Linked DNA regions of Sus scrofa: region 1 is linked to region 2. The links are chromatin contacts, called in public Hi-C maps. All regions are on one chromosome and are shown on one strand. The core of a region is the stretch at or near the end of the contact, and the rest is flanking DNA. Distances in the headings are between cores, read along the strand shown.

Region 1 (5,698 bases), core at 613-3,112, 410 kb after region 2:
ATGTCCTCAATTTAGTTCCCCACCAGGGAGCAGGGAAATGGCTTCTTTCCCTGGTAATAGGGGAAAGACGGTTTGTTTTATAACTCCTGTCTTAACATGGGCACTTTTACCATCAACCTACAGAGGCAGCCTGAGCTCACACTGCCTCTTTTGTCCAGGTTGCTTCCAGAAGCCCTGGCATTTCCTTTGCAGCAATTGTAGAAAAGCGTAAAACCAAGGTCATTGCTGCATGCGTGTGTAAGCCAGGTGGGGAGGAAGGATTGAATCGTGTGTGCTGATGGCAGAGCACATGAGAAAGTGACACGGAGGGGACACTCCCTGATCCTTGGACTTGGGAATGTTGGATGGGACCTTTAAAGCTACAGAAGGAGAAGCAAGAAAAAAAGGAGCCCTGGAGTCGCACGACCACGTGTAGCAGGGTTTCCCTGAGGCCCCAGCGCCCTCAGCCTGGTCAGTGAATTCTACCTCTGACGGTGGTCCTGGACGCCATCAAGGCCAAGGCCTTCATTGGAGAAAAGAGATGGAAGCACAAAACCACAGCGAATGAACTGGGCTCTTCCTGATGGGTCAGCGTGGGATCCTGGGTTTTGTCCACAGCCCCAAAGACAGACCAGTCTGGGGGTCATCATTTGGGAGCAAATGAGCCAACTCTGAGTGCAGAATCAGCCGTCAATGACCTGAAGCCACAGAGGGAGGGAAACAATGACACTGGACTCCAAGTAGCAGTGTACAATCGTACGGATTTTATGGTAGCCTTTCCAAGCAGCGTGGAGCGTACCGACCGTTGTTCTCACACATTATCTCATGTAAAACTCACGAGACCTCCTGAGAACAACGGCATTCCCATTGCCACTTTGGAACCAGGTTAGGGTGAAGGCCAGACTGTCACCTGGGCCATCTGAGCTCCCACATCACTCCCTTGGGTCCCCACACTTGCTGCTCTCCTCCTCCACTGGGTCAGGACCCTAGTTCTCAGTGCGGTGACTGTCCAACCTGTCCTTCCTGTGCATCCGTCCCCCGATGCTGCTCCGCCCAGGAGTCCAGCTCATTGAAACTGCACTGGCATCCTTGTCTGCTACGTGTCAAGGACCGAGTGGGAAGGTGAGTGGAAGCCACAGAGGGGCGCTGAGGTGTCCACTTCCTCAAGGAGTCAGTGGTCCCCACAGAGAAGTGGGAAACTGGTTCCAGGAGACGGACAGGGATGTGTCTGGGAAGAAACCATCCATGGATCTGTCCTTGACCCTTGATGAACAGGCAGAGTTTGAACAGAGGTGGAGGAGGGATGGAGTGAGAGGCGAGCATCCGGAGGAAGGAACAGTGAGTGACGCAGGGGGGTGGCACTGGCTCTGCGTGTTCCTGACCTGTCTGTTCCTTTTCTGTTGATTGGTGGTGGGAGTGGTTGGGGCTTATGCTCTGCCCCCTCATGAACACAAACTGCAAAATGCATGAGCAACATCACGGGGCCGACAGGTTCCTTGAATTACAGATATTTGGAGACCTTCTTTCCTCATGCTCTCAGCCCCTCCTCACCGGCCTAGCGTCTTCTGATCTTGGTTATAGAGCCCAGATGCGCTGCAACATCCCGCCCCCTCCACCTCCAGGTTTGGCTAGCTGTGGTTCTCCTGTGCTTCCTTCCAACCGGACTCATCCCTCCTCCTATGATTGTCAGCTAGATAGTCAGGGCGCAGTGGGGTCCGACAGGTTAACCGAGCAAACTTGTTTGGATGGAGATGGATAGTCCACCATGAGTTATGATTTTGGTGTCTTAATGGTGCTGTGTGCTGAGGTGGATTTGAAGGGAGCAGTAGGGCACAAAGCAGTGACCGTGAGTAAACACAGCAAAGCCAGACACGCCTGGCATTGGCCTCATACGGAACAGAGTGTCCAGCCTGGTTCTTTCACTTATTAAAGCCGGGACTGTGGGGAACTATTTCCTGCTTCAGGGAATCCTTGGGCGCAAAGTGCGCCCCCACAGCTCGACGAACAAGTCCCTTCCACATGGATCAGCTGTCGTCCAACTGTGTCAGCAGAGTCATGACGTCTTATTTCTGGATGTTTCCACTCTGTGACCTAAACCAGCATGTGAAGTGGGCTTCAATCTTCAGGAACATCTCAGGGTCTCCATGTCTGCGAGGCGGCTGTTGGCCCAGGACGACAGGTTAAATATAACCTCGGATGATGTCCTAAGAGCCTGGTGAAGAGGTAGCGTCTGCCAGCATGGCAGCCGTCGGCACCTCATCCGCCCGCCGTCCTGTCTGCCTTGCAGCCCTACAGTTGTGGCCAGAGGCCCAGTTGGCCTGAGCTCCTGCTGCTGTGGAGTGAGAAGGATGGGGGGCCTCTGAGCGGCCTTCTGGCTCTGGAACAGGGGGATTCTCCTGCACACAAGCCGGAGGGCAGACATCTGATCCCCGCAGCTCACATCTTCCATCATTCGGGCCCACAGGCCTGCTCCTCGTGGATGCGTTGTTGAAGTGCCAGCCAGTTCCAAGCAGCTGTGTGGCCCGACCTGCCCTGAGGGTTGGCGACACCAACCAGCTCCAGGGGCCGCTCCAGGGCTTGGACATAAGGTGAGTGGCAGAGCGGGAACCTGACCAGGTCCCCGGGCTCCTGGCCAGTGCTTGGCCAGGGGCTCGGTGGGGGCACTGCATTGCTGGCCAGTGTCTCAGGGTATCTCTGGGCTGAGGCTGCACACCTGGGGGCCCTGACTTCAGGTCTGGATTTCTAGTCACTGCCAGGCCTTCTGTGATGAGAGGGCACAAGACAGGCACAGGGGCAGCTTAACCTCCCCTGGGAGATAGTCTTGAACAAGCTCAGCTGATCGGAAAGAGACCCCTGTATCGCATTCAGGGCCAATATCAGTAACATAACACTCACCATCAACCCTGGGAAAAACAAGTGAAATACGCTTTTTTTCCTGAATCCTGAATGCTTTCTTTCTGAAAGTGATGCTTCTGGCTATTGCCTTTCATGGAGCCACCTGCTCACCACTCGGACCCACTGGACCCCTCCATCCTTCCCGCATTTGCTCACGTCTCGCAAAGCCAGGGGGTCCACGGCCCTGTGTTGGATGATCAAGTTGATGAAACGAACTCTACACGCTTTCTTCTGGTTATGGCCATTCACTGTGTCCTCTTGGTGTTCCTTCCGCTTTGCCACCTGACTTCATTCCACTCAGTAGACTGGCATTTACCGAAGGGCCCATGGGCAGGCACTTACCCAGCACGTGGCTTTGGAGATCAGGTCTTTTTGTGTTGTCTTAGTCCTGGTTCTACAGGCAGAGTCTAATTTCCCCGCAGGCACACCTTTCCATTTCTCTCCATCCCCCAAAGTACACAGCCATTAGGGGTCTTGTTAAAAATTCATGTTAGAGAGTTCCTGTTGTGGCTCATAGGAAACGAATCTGACTAGCATCCATAAGGACACAGGTTTGATCCCTGGCCTTTCTCAGTGGGTTAAGGATCCAGTGTTGCCGTGACCTGTGCTATATTAGGTTGCAGATGTGCTCGGATCTGGCATTGCTGTGGCTGTGGTGTAGACCAGCAGCTCTAGCTTCAATACGACCCCTAGCCTGGGAACTTCCATATGCCATGATTGCAGCCCTAAAAAAATAAAAAATTAAATAAAAATTTAAAAAAATTTCATGTTAGTATTTTCAAGATAATAACAAAAACAATTGCTGAACTAAAATAAAACCCCAGCAGTGATGCAGAAGTTATGAGAAGTTTGACCTAAAGACAATAAGCTTGATTTCTAGGGGGCCAGGGGCATAGCAGTCCCAGCTGCCACTGCGCACCACAGAGTCACTACCCTTGAGGATTTCAACAGTCTCTCTAGATACATAGTATTATTATCCCTGTTTAAAGATGAGGAACCTGAGTCCTGCTCAGTGTAACAAATGTACCAAGCTGCGGTGTGAGTTAGTGTGAGTTACAGTTATGGCGTAAGTTCTAGGTTCTGGAGCTGTGATCTTTCTTTTTTAAGCCATGTTGCTCATTCAGCTCATTCACCGTGGTCCTTTCCATGTCAGATTTAATGTAAATGATCAATGTACAGCTGTTTCTGGAACCTGCATTGTGATAGGACATGAACAAGCACAGGAAGGGTTAGATACATCTTGTTCTCGTGGGTAGGATATGCACTCATGGAACATGATTAAGTGCCAAATAAGAGGTCCAGAGGATGGTCTGTGTTGTCTGGAGTAGTTTTGTTGAACATTTGAGTTTCTTTCTAAAGCTAGTGGCACAGCTACAAACTGGTGCCAGAAACATGTTTGAGACCTGGATTTTCGTTCCCTCTGTCTTGCTGGCCATGTCGACCTCCTGATCCTACAGTGATTTATCTCAGAAATATGAACATTATAACTTGTCCACCCCAGCTTGGCCTGATTATTTTAATTTTAGCTAATAGAAGCATTTGTTCTTGAGGGAGCTCATCCAAATGGCTTCAGCTTCGGAAATGAGGGGTGTTCCGTCTAGACTGATCTGGGGTAATGAGAACACAGCATCCCAGGAGATTTGCAGCTTTCCCCTTAACTCGAACAGAAAGGCAGGAGAGTTTTCACGATTAGGGCACCCTCTTTTAGTGAATGAAATATCCCCTCCAAGACCTCTACACATCAAAACCTTGGGAGCCGGAGATCACACACACCTGCATGTACTAATGAGATTCATTCTTTCCAGGAGACCAGGGAGGTTTGCAAAGGGACATTATTGTGGCTATTCTCTCCTGTGACAAAGGAGTCTCCATTGTCACCATGCTTTCCTTCTCCCTGTGTCTTATCATTAAAACAGAGTGGCAGGGGGTAGGGGGCCTGGGGAGAGGAACACTTCCACTGACTGCTTCCTGGAACTCTAGGAGGCTCAGCTGTTCTCTGGATGAAATGAATTCTGCATGTGGCACTAGCTGGATGAATATTCTTCGCCACTGGGAGAAACTGCCAATCCAGGTGGATTTTGAATCCTGCATCCAGCTCGGTGGTGGCTGTTTTGGTAGCATGTCTTTCTTTAGTCTAAAGAAAATGTGGTTCTTGGAAAATCACAGAGCACGTTCCCTGTCATTGGTGGGAGGAGGTGGATCTGAAATACATTCCATCAGGGATGTTCCCAAAACTCCCGTGTTCTCCCCCTTTAGGATAAAAGTAGTGGATGGGAGCATGGGACTTGGATGGCACGTCTGCCGGCTTAGTATGAGAATTGAGAATTCAACCTTTCTAATGAGTTACTGGTACAACATAAGCCATGGAAAACAAGCTGAGCTTCTCAAGGCAGGAGAAGATGGCTTCTGCCTGCTGTGAGGCTGAGACATGGACCGTCCATCTACCTAGCGCTGTTAGAGGGTGTCTCGCCAAAGCCAGCTATCCCATTTTTATATTTCTGATAGCATGTACCAAGTTAATATAGAAAGTTTCTTACGCTTTTGTGTATGGAATGCCTATCATTTTCAAAGATTTTCTTTTTGGGGAGATAGGATTGTCAAGGAGAAAATGGACAAATGCTGTTACTCAAACTTTTCATGTCAAATGCATTCAGGGGGAGTTCCTGTCGTGGCGAAGCGGGAAACGAATCTGACTAGGAACCATGAGGTTGCAGGTTCGATCCTGGGCCTCGATCAGTGGGTTGGGGATCCAGCGTGGCCATGAGCTGTGGTGTGGGTCACAGATGTGGCTTGGATCTGGCGTTGCTGTGGCTCTGGCGTAGGT
Region 2 (5,496 bases), core at 835-3,334:
TGAACCTGCACCCTCGATGCTGAAGGAGTCCGGATCCGTGGGCCCCCTGGGCCTCTAAGTCCTTGTGCATCTCAGAACCCGTCGCCTGGCTGGCCACACCGTCCTCACTGACCGGGTCTCCTGCACTGAGCTCGTCCATTAGGATGGACAGAACCAACTCGAAGTATTTACACTGGTGCTGGCGGGGGAGGGAGAGAGTGTGTGTGTGCACGTGCATGTGTGTGTTTAAATGTGACTTCGGCAGATGGCTGATCTGATCAGTCCCGTCCCTGAAATGGTGAGTCAGTCGGTCAGTACACTGCGGGTGACATGAGGACGGAGTCTCGGGCGGCCTGGGTCCGCTGTTTCTCCGCTGGCCATTACGAGTCGGCTTTCGTTTCTTCGTCTATTAGAAGCCCTCAGTGTCTGGCACGGCTTCCCCAGTGCTTATTACATGTTAGTCACTTGCAAACAGTCGCTCCCTGTCTTTGCAATAATCTGGAGATGCAGATATTTTGCCTGTCTCACAAATGGCAAAACCAGAGCTGAGAGAAGGGAAAAACCTTGCCCCATGTCTCACAGCCTTTCCATGTTAGAGCAGAAGCTTGAGCCCAGCTCTGACACCAAAGCCGACTCACGTATCCCCAGCCACGCCTTCCTTTCCAAGGACGATGTCAACGCGGTTTGCAGACCCCCAGGTAGTGGCCAAGGGGCTCCTGAGCGCAGAGGGAGAGGAAAACCTGCCGGTCACTTAGGCCCGCCGCCCGGCGCTCACAGCTGAGCATGTTGCAAAGTGGTCATGTTGTGACAGGTACCTTTGTGCTGCATCGAGTGGTTTGCCTTCACCCCGCTTTCAGCTTCATTTTATCTTTGTCTTGGCTCAGGCCGCCGTAACAAAGCACCATAGACTGACCATAGGCTTATAAACAGCAGAGATCTGTGTCTCACGGTTCTGGAGCTTGGAAGTCCAAGATCAGGGTACCAGCCTCTTGTCGCTGCACCCTCATCACGAGAAACCAGGAGTGTTTCCCTCCAGGACCTCCAGGTGCCGTTCAGACCTCAAAGCAGCCAGCGCACCTCCTAGAATTCAGTCTTCAGACCCTGTCCGCTCCCCGGGGACGGAGAGTGGGACCGGAAGTTCCAGGCTTTAATCGTGGTTTGGTCTTTCTTCTGAGCAGCCCCAGCCTGATGCTTATCCGGGCGCCACCAAGAGGCACCCTTAGAACAAAAGACTGTCCGATCACCCGGGGAAGCCCCGAGGAGTTTAGGGCTCTGCGTCAGGAACGTGGGCCAAAGATCCTATTTCTGTTTCTCACTGTGTCACTCTAATAAAGCAAATATCCATGAGCCACAGCAAGTTGAAGAAGTAGGAGCAGCCAGTATCTTAGAAGTCCTTCGTGTGTCTCTTCTGGAAGTGCCTGCAGACACCACTCTCTTGCCTCTTGTGACCGACCCTTCCTTGCGTACCCTTACGTGTTTCCGTCTTATGCGTGTGCCCACGAACAAGTGTACCTGGTCTGGACCTCATGTCAGTGAAGTCATACTGTCAGTGTTTATCCTTGACGTGCTTCTTTCATGACACACCGTGAGGCTTATCCCAGGGGACGAACGTAGGTGTCATTCGGGACTTTTCACTGCAGAGTAGTAGTCCGTCCTGTAACTAGGTATCTCGTATCTGTCTTGCTGCATATTGTTTTCAACGTGGATGGCAAAGTTTGCCTGGGTATGTGTTACCCATCTCCTGTTGTACACGTGCAAGAGTTTGAACTTTTTGGATGTGAGGTTTTTCTAATAAGGATTTGTATTTTTTTCTATTTTCGTTGGTTTACAGTGTTCTGTCAGTTTTCTGCTGTACAGCAAAGTGACCCAGTCTCTCTCACACACACACACAGAGATGAGAGTTATTTTTAAAAACATGTATTTTCGTGACCAGAAGAAAACTGGAGAAATTAAAGACTCCTTTGGTTTATTCTATTGCCACACCTCCCTGGAGGCAAGTCAGCGTCTAGACTGCAGCGACAATCATGAGACCTTAACCACAGCATCAGGGGCAGGGAGTGGGTGACCGCTGTGCACCCTAGAGACTGCCATTTGGAAACAGACTAAAACCAGGACCTTGGACTCTGGAATGAGGCAAGGAGGAAACAGCGGTGACCCTGGGCACTGACGTGATGGGGGGGGGGGGGTGGCAGGAGACCGCGCATGCGCTCAGCCAGCCCCAGGATCCCGCCCTCCCTCGCCTCCAGCACCAGCCGACAGCGTCCACCAGATGTCGGCCCCGCCTCACCTACAGCCTGTCCAACACGAAGTTCAAACCCATCCTCCCAGTAACCCCCGCCCCCCGCCCTGATGTGTGCTCCTCCTTGTCCCTGGTGCCATCACTGCTTCCATTACTCGGGCTCCGAAACCAGTTGCCTTTGCTTCCTCTCTCTCCCACTTCCTCGTCCCATCACTCGCCAGGCTCCTGCCTCTGCCCTTAGGATCCCTCCGCCTCGCATCTCGCCAACCGCGTCACCTGCCTCCCGCCGCTTCCCCGCTTCAGTCCAGTCTGTGCGCAGATGCCAGAGGAGCCTCGCAAAGCCCCGCGTTCGTGTCCCGCGCACTAGTGGTGATGACACCATCACGCAGCGTATCCGAGCCTAGTAACCTTGGATGGACCTTCAAGGGTCTTTAAGATCTGGTCCCAGTTTATTCCTGTGCAAATTGATTTCTAAGCTAAAGCCGTCCACTTAACCGAATTTGTCCTGAATATTACAAAGATCTTCAGGAAACTCAATTCACAGATGGTCCTGATTTTGTGAACTTGTCCCCACTTCCATCCAATCCCAAATACATGCCCTTTTCTTCCTCATGGGTCGTACTTTCTCGGCACAGTATCTCCTGGAATTGCCTGGGTTGTCTTTTAAAGCTTAGAAACTGATCACAGCCCAGGGGACTGTCCTTTTGAATCTTCGTGCGCAGCCACCACCGTCTGCAAGGCCCTGGGCCAAGGGTCCAACTTGAACGTGCTGCGTAGCAGGTTAATAGAATTTATTACTTAAAGAGCTGCAATAGGTTGAAAGATAATTGAATCTCAAACACTTGAGGAAAATGTAATGAATGATAAGTGATTAAGACTGTTATTGTATCATTTACACACAAGAGTCCTGAGCTTAGCAACATGCAGAAGCATAAAGCTTTCCACAGACCTTCAAAGTTTCAGGTCTAACACCCTTCATTTGTAAACTCAAAACCGGGCTCTGTTTTCCAGCATGTTGCAACTTGTTTTGACTTGCAGCAGCGTTAATCTCAACATTGTCTGAGTTAATCTCCTTCTAGCAGCCTTGAAAAGTAGAAGAATGTATTATTATGCATTGGCTTAAAAGAAAGTACCATTATTTGGAGCAAAGGATGTCAAAGATTATGGCAAGTCAAAGTTTCACATAAAATGTAAATGTATACAGAGGGATTTGACTGGAATGAAATGACATCAAAAGTGAGAGTGTGGCCTTGAAAATTCAACAAGGTATAGAAGACATCAATAACTATACAAGTAACATCATGACTGTGGAAAAAAGTCAGAGCTCTGATTCCAGCAGCGTGCCCAGGGCTGGGAAAAGAGGTGACTTTTGAGAGCAAACCATGTATTCTGCAGGACAACCTGAACACAAGCAGGACTCAGAAATCTGTGCTATGAATTTGAGTGACGAGTCGAGAAGCCAGAGGCTTAGCGTTTGTTCCAGTCTTTCAAAGGAAACTGGACAAAAAGAGCGGATTTGAGGAAAACAGTAATTGGCACTGAAAGGTAGTGTTTTCTCAGTGACCCAGAAACAAAGTGTCAAAGTTTGCCCTGGAAAATTACAACCTTCCCAGTATGCCCCAGAGCACACATGTCAGAATCAGAAAGAAAAACACTGCTTTGTCCCTTTGCCATCGGTGCAACTGTTCCAACCTGGGGTCAAAAGTCCGTCCGTCTTGTCACACACATGCTGAGGGGCCCCAGGACCCTCACAAAGCGGGGGATTGAGCAGGGTCCTTATTACGCCCAGGACCCAACTGAAGGGGAGCTTTTGGGGAAACAGCTTCTGACCAAAATCTCTTACCGGATTTATCACAGCCTTTCCCTTGGGATGTTCTGTGGAAGGAAGGCTGCTTTGGCGAGGATGTTAGCAGGTGTTACACGAAAAACTGGATTTGTGGTCCGTTCAGTTTAGAAGCGCCACTCCAGTAAGTGTTGTTTTGTTTTTGTTTTGGTTTTTCTTTCTTTGGCCATACCCACAGCATACGGAAGTTCCCAGGCCAGGGATAGAATCTGAGCTCCAGCTGGGACCTACATCACAGCTGTGGTAAAGCCGGATCCTTAACCCACTGTGCCACAGTGGGAACTCCTCTAATCATTTTTTTTGTTACATAATTTATTAGACTTTTCCATGTATATCGTGAAACTCCAAGACGGGAAAATGATGTGCAGTCTCTTCCAAATAGACCCCACCCCAAATCCTTTCCCCCTGAGCAACGCGTGGACAGTATTCCCTGGAATGTCCCATAAAGGGCCTTGTTTAATTAAGGCCTTTCCTCCAAAGGGCTTTTTGAAAATATCAATAAAGCAAATCCATCGTAGAGCACATTAAAAAAATGATGAGGTTCCTGTTTTAATGAGTTGAGAGGAAGAGGGCCACTCAAGGCAGGTCTTTATTTTTCATTTACTTATTTATTTATTTTTGAGCCACGCCCATGGTTTGCAGAAGTGCCTGGGCCAAGGATCGAACCCAAGCCACAGCAGTGACAATGCCAAATCCTTAACCACTAGGCTACCCGGGAACTCCCCAAGGCTGGTCTTTAGAGTGTAAGACGCTCAGTGGGGTAAGTCTGAGTACTTGCACTTTCTGTGAACTGGTTCCTTCACTACCAGCTAAGACAGAGAGAATGAACGCAGGCATCTCTTTCTTCTCCATCCTGTTGTGTCAACCTGCAAGGACCAGAAGCTCAGGAAGCGGGGGTGACAGCAGAGGAGAGGGCTCAACAAATGCTGTAAACCGGAAACCCAAGGGAGGCTGGTGACTTAGTGGAGAAACAAGCCATGTCCTGGGTGCCTGCCAATGGCCAGAAGGAGAATAGCATTGACCTACAGGGCCTCCAACACCCCTACAGGCTCTGGGAGCCCAGGGTCGCCCCCTGGAGGCAGAGGGGAAAGTGGGAGGAGAAATGGAAGGTTGTCCAGTGTTCCTAAGACCATCTAAAGCCCCTTCCCCTTTTGTTCCCTCAAACATTTTTGAGGAAACGTTCAAGCCGGGTGATCTCCAAGTTCCTTGCCACCAGTAAAAGGGAAGCTAGGTGTGACTGAGTTGTCGGGGGGATAGTGTACCGAACATGCAGATTGATAAAGAACTGCCACGTCCGTTCTAGCATAGAATTTGGGAGATAAAAGACTCATTGACAGTGCTCTATCAAAACAACTTCCAATTCCGTCTACTTATTTATGTGAGTGAGAAACTTATTTAGGTTTCTTGGCACATAAATCTCTGCAAATAAAAATAC

Evidence for each region. A called contact is a pair of places that touch in the nucleus more often than the background predicts.
Region 1: a contact with region 2 is called in a Hi-C map of liver, with 11 times the contacts expected there. A contact is called at or near these places in 3 of 47 Hi-C or Micro-C datasets (embryonic fibroblasts and liver).

What each region holds. Positions count from the first base shown.
Region 1 is chr3:127,888,524-127,894,221 of Sscrofa11.1, forward strand. No RefSeq gene overlaps it. Among named protein-coding and RNA genes, the nearest start is that of ID2, 390 kb to the left of the region's middle.
Region 2 is chr3:127,482,932-127,488,427 of Sscrofa11.1, forward strand. No RefSeq gene overlaps it. Among named protein-coding and RNA genes, the nearest start is that of ID2, 18 kb to the right of the region's middle.